2 separate regions of the Mus musculus genome follow, and region 1 is linked to region 2. The links are chromatin contacts, called in public Hi-C maps. All regions are on one chromosome and are shown on one strand. Each heading gives the region's core, a stretch centred on a gene start, on an enhancer-like site or on the middle of the called end of the contact. The rest is flanking DNA. Distances are from core to core; before and after follow the strand shown.

Region 1 (2,700 bases), core at 10-2,509, 2.3 Mb after region 2:
GTCTTGGAGAGCTGGGTAGTTTAGAGCCTTGAATTCAGGGGTCATTCCTTTGGAGCCTGTAGTTCTATCCACAAACCCATGCCTGGTTTCAGAATGTTTGTACATAAGGCAGAGCTTTGGGTTTTATACAGAAGTAAGAAAAATAAATGTCAAAGCATCATTTGTCAATGGCACAGAATAGAATGTGAATCATGACTGATGATCAATATTATGATAATGTGCTCAAATAAAGCGGTAACACATTCCAATCTTGTTGGCTTTTGAGAATTACTGTTCCCAGATATTAAAAAAATCCAGACCCATCTTATATGTAGCAAAGACATTTGTGTGAATGTGTGTGCCTATGCATATAGTAAACACATATTTATGTGTATTTGGCTGATAGGTTGATGAGTGTATTAATGGATTTCACTTCATTTTTATTTATTTATTTGTACATATATGTGTTCATGAGAGTGTTTTATGGACATCACATGTATTCATAGGCCAGAGGAGGCGGGAGAAGGTCTTAGATCCGCAGGAACTTGAATTCCTAGAGCTTAAGTTACAGGAGGTTATGTGCTATCATGTGGGTGCTGGCAACCAAACATGCCCTCTGCAAGAAGAGTAAGTACCCTTAGCTGTTGAGCCGTCTTCCAGCCCCAGTAGATTTGATATTTGAACATTCACGAAGACCTAGCATATTGTCTCATTTGATAGAAGCAATGGATCACATCCAGGAACACTTGCTCAGTTTAAACATCTCCTTCCTCTCTCACTTCCTCTTGCTCACCTCTACCTGCATCTTGCTCGCCTGTCACATGGACCTCAAGAATGGTGGTTTAGCAATCACGTGTCCCTGCTACACTTGGCATCTACCTCACCCTCCCTCTGTCATGCTGGCATAGTCTCCATGGCAACCCCAGGCTGCTCCACAGGCAGCTGGCCATGCTGGATAGCTGATGCTGGCTGGCAGAAGCGATCAAAGAGTGAGGGGGCCTTGAAGAGCCATGGAAAAAGCTTCTGGTGAAATTGTAACGACTGAATTGGGGAAAAAATGTTATTAATTTGAGCTAGTCCAGCTCATGGTGAGGTTCCCAGGGGAGACCCATCTACCATCTGCATCTTGCAAATAATAGTATTCCCAAATCTCCATGCTTCTTCCATGGTGGGTTTACTTTGTTTTTATATATATGGATGGCAGATTGAACACTGAGCAAGGGCCAGTGGCTGTTCTGGGCTGTTGCCACTTCCTTAGTGTACACACTTCAGAGTCATTTGAATCACTTCTTCTTTGTATAAGGTCTGGACTACAGAACAGCCTCAAACATTTGCTGGTCCTGTGTCCTTTGGGCATTGGTCCTCAAGATGGGAGGCAAGTTTCAGAAAAAACTGCCAGTTCTTTGCGCTCTCTTCAACCTTGCTTGCTTGACTGACCTTTCTCCAAGGAGCCCATCCCAGAGACAAGCTAACAAATGCTTACAAGAAATGGCACAACGTGGTGAAGATTGAGAGCAAAGAGCGGTGGGGAGACACTGTTTGGGGACTGCGTCCAAGGACAATGTACAGTAGTTATATTGCAGCTTATAGTAAATTCCCTGCATCCATTTGTTGCTCTGGGCCTCTCAGTGGATAGCGCTGTTGTTTTTCAAAACAAAGCGAAGTGCAATTAGAAAAGATTTATCATTGATCATGTCTCTTACTGCTTCTAAAACTCATTCCTTTTTGCATACCCATTTGTGAAACTGTTGGTTATAGTACACTGAACTTTTAAAAAGATAAAGCTTGAATATAAGGTAATTAATTGTTTCATTATTTCTTCTCTTATAATATTCCGTTTGTTAATCTCAATATCAGAAAACACTAATTTTGCTTAATATTCTGTGGTGCTTAAAATATTTCCAGTTATTAGGTGAATAGATGTGTGTGAATACCAAATATGTATAAAATAATATATAATATGTATATGGAACTTGTCTATAATTTGTAAGTGACTTTTCTTTTACTTGTACTGTGGAAATTTCTCTAAAGCGAAATAAGGGATATTCGTAATCATTGTTTCAATGTTTGGTTATGCTGTTTGACTTACAAATAATTGACATTATCAAACAGACCTTAATGTTATGATAATGACAATAAACAGATTATCATTGAATGTGAGGAGTATTGTTTCCATAGATTAAATGGTTACATGAAGTAAATGTTTCACAACAAATGACTTCAGAGTTACAGGCTGAGCATCTCTAAGGATATTCAAATATTGATAATAATGGTAATTGATAAATATATCTCAAAAGGTTTTACGAGTTAAATCTGATTTGCAGTACTAATTCAAAAGTTTTAAAAGTAACTTTGAGATACCACAAAGGCTTGTAGAAACCATGTACCGTAATTTCCATCAGAAAGGAAATATAACTCAAAGAACATACCTTCTCAGTACTGACATGTGACAGTATTTAGTGTATGTACTGGACAGGAAAAATGTCTGATGAATAATGAGTCATGTGCTTATCTGAAGGCATATGGGAAAAAGAAAAATATGAACAAATGAAGAAAAGCAGGGGCAACTGGCCATTGCCAATACCTGTGCTGTTATCATTCCTAAGAACCTAGAAATGGTTTAAAAATTAAGAAAAAAAATCAGTTACAAGTCACTTCAGGATTTGCAACAGAGAGAATTTAAAGGAGCATGTTGGATACACAGCTGATAGGAAAGCCCAG
Region 2 (2,700 bases), core at 135-2,634:
CCAGAGTCTGCGTCCCTGTCCGTCGTCCCCCACCCCCACCCCCGCCGCCGCTCGCCCAGTGTCCTCCAGGACTTTCTATTTCAGTCTGTAAAAGATCAGCTCTGGGTATTTAGCCTTCAGTCACACCATGATTACAGCTGTAAGAGGGAAAATTACCCTCTTTGCTCCAGGAGGAGAGATCCCACAGTTGTCTCTGACAATGGGAAATCTTTTGGGTGAATGGGGGTGGGGGGAGCTGGAATGTCAACAACCCAACAGCGCAGTGGTCAGATCAACTGTGCCCTTTTGGTCATCAGACTCTGTGTCAGGGCTGCGGTGCCACTCCAACAGAACCGTTCCCAGCAAGCCACAGAGCTCACTGACCACCACGGTGGCCTTCCATTTTTAACATCAACCAACAATAAAGGAGCAGCAGCCCTCCATCTTGGTTGCTCCCAGGAGGAGCCGCACCACGGGACATCTCCAGGTTGTGTGAGCGCTCACTCATCACTCAGCTCGTTGACCCAATAGCACTTTCCGTGTACATGTGCACAAAGACCTAAGATGAAGCTAATTATCTGAGGTAAGGGTAAGATTTTTGGTGCTGGGAAGATGGCTCAGTGGTTAAGAGCACTGACTGTTCTTCCAGGTCCTGAGTTCAATTCCCAGCAACCACAACAACCATCTGTAATGGGATCCGATGCCCTCTTCTGGTGTGTCTGAAGACAGTTACAGTGTACTCATATACAATATATACATATATACATATACATACATATATATGTGTGTGTGTGTGTGTGTGTGTGTGTGTGTGTGTGTGTGTGTGTTAAAAAGAGTAAGTTTAAAACTAAAACAGCTTCTTTTGGTAATCCACTCAGGACCTCTAGCAGATTTTAATCATTTTGAATTTCACATAATCATTCGCTGACTTAATTTTTTTTTCTTTTAGGAAAACATGGTATTTAAGAGCCCTATTATTCCTCCACAGATAGAGCTCCTGATAAAGTTGCCCGTGTGCCTTGTTCTGAATTGTCTGTCAGTCACCCACAGACTGCTTCCCAGCCACCTCGTAGGTCTCAGAGCCTGTCAGCTACCCCCACCTTACATTTATTAAACCGAAAAATCGCCTGTGGGAAAGACTGAAGCATGGCTGACGGAAGCACAGGTTATGCTACAAGTAAGACTAATAACTAAGGCAGCGTTCTAAAGCAACCACAGCAAAAATGTTAAATAGTAAGCTGGTAGCTGCTCTTACTGACGAGCCTTGGTGGTAATTACCGAATTTTACTCATTAGGTAATTGGCAGAGCTCCGGAACACAAAGGGCAGGAGATAAAACTCCACATCTGTGCGGTGGCCCCGCCCTCGCACTGCCGGCAGAGAGGGTGACGTCACCCTGTCTGAGCAAGCCGCTCCAGCGCAGAGCCTGCAGGATGCTGCTCCACTGCAGGGAGGCAGTGCTAGCGAGGTGTGTGTGGTGGGGGTGGGGTGGCCGTGTAAAGCTCACGCCAGTGTCACAGGAAGGAAGTGTTTTAATGGATCGGAATCTTCTGTGAATGCATTTAATTATGGAAGAATGTTAGAGAACAAAGGTTACATTTTCACCAGAATGCTTACTAAGATATAAAAAAATGCAAGCACAATCAACTGATGCTTATGTCATTTTTTACAAAATTATATGACCCCAGATTGGACACGAGGATGAATCACATGCACCGGGAATGTAGATGTGTCCACAAACCACCACATGGAAATAACGACAAAGCGGATTCTAATGTTTAGTAATAACCACCTGATTGGCTAACTCATCCTGTCTTATTAGTGACAGCCTATAACAGCACACAGTTAAGAAGAGCACAAGCTTTACTGACTCAAGGAAACGTCAACATATAGCTCTGGCTTTTCATTTCTTACCCACAAAGTATACAGGACAAGCTGAACTGCCAAAGGATGAAAGGCTTGTTAAGAGTATTACAAATGCCTTAAACGAACGAAGAAATCAGTAGACTTTGTTGATGTTTTAACTATGCATTAATGGTACATTGGAAGTTAATTCATAATATATAATAGGCCAGTTGTCCAAAGGCATTATATTGTATAACGGCTATTATTATATAGTGGTTATTATTATAAAAGGGGTTCCAGCTTCTTCTAGTTTCATAAAATAAAAAGGAAATATGGCCAAGGGCACCCTTAATCTTCTGATCCCAGACCAACAAAGAAGCAAACAGAGAAATTGCATTTCTCTGACTAAGTGATTCAAAATAAATCACATGGGCAACCTGTCCCCCCCCCCCCCATCTCCCTGTGCCTCTGTCTGTCTGTCTGTCTCTTTCTCTGTGTCTCTCTGTGTGCATGTGTGCTATAAAGCCTGACAGCAGACGCCACCCTAATTACATATGTGCCTCTCACTTATGCATACATGCACACATGGTTCAGTAAAGCCAACCTGATCCACAGACTGCTTTGCAGAAGAGCCCGGGGAATTGACCCAGAGCGATAAAACTCGATCCCTGAGCTATGTGAATGGATACCAGCCCAACCAAGATTGATTGTTAAGAGAAATCCTGATCCATTATCACATCAAGCATTTCATTCATTTAAATAGCCTCGCCTGGCTCCCCTTGCCTTCCACCCCACCGTGGAATTCCCGCAGGTGGCCTTGCTGTATCTGCAGCCTCCTAATCAGTGGTCAGTAGTCCTTCTGACCCCACCACTCGCC

The links. A called contact is a pair of places that touch in the nucleus more often than the background predicts.
Region 1: a Hi-C map of cerebellum shows a contact between it and region 2, with 2.0 times the contacts expected there. The contact joins two enhancer-like sites. A contact is called at or near these places in 1 of 39 promoter capture datasets (hippocampal neurons), 1 of 484 Hi-C or Micro-C datasets (cerebellum) and 1 of 115 datasets of contacts at active chromatin or transcription factors (astrocytes).

The regions. Positions count from the first base shown.
Region 1 is chr15:30,191,227-30,193,926 of GRCm38.p6, forward strand. The region is part of intron 1 of Ctnnd2 (catenin (cadherin associated protein), delta 2); the gene reads left to right. Among named protein-coding and RNA genes, the nearest start is that of Gm31953, 19 kb to the left of the region's middle. Within about 2 kb of position 1,260, at least 29 of the 459 cell types and tissues checked have an H3K27ac peak or open chromatin away from gene starts, as enhancers often do. A contact at or near this core is called in cerebellum, where this site is marked.
Region 2 is chr15:27,922,412-27,925,111 of GRCm38.p6, forward strand. All of the region lies in intron 1 of Trio (triple functional domain (PTPRF interacting)), which reads right to left. Among named protein-coding and RNA genes, the nearest start is that of Gm29975, 71 kb to the right of the region's middle. Within about 2 kb of position 1,385, at least 298 of the 459 cell types and tissues checked have an H3K27ac peak or open chromatin away from gene starts, as enhancers often do. A contact at or near this core is called in cerebellum, where this site is marked.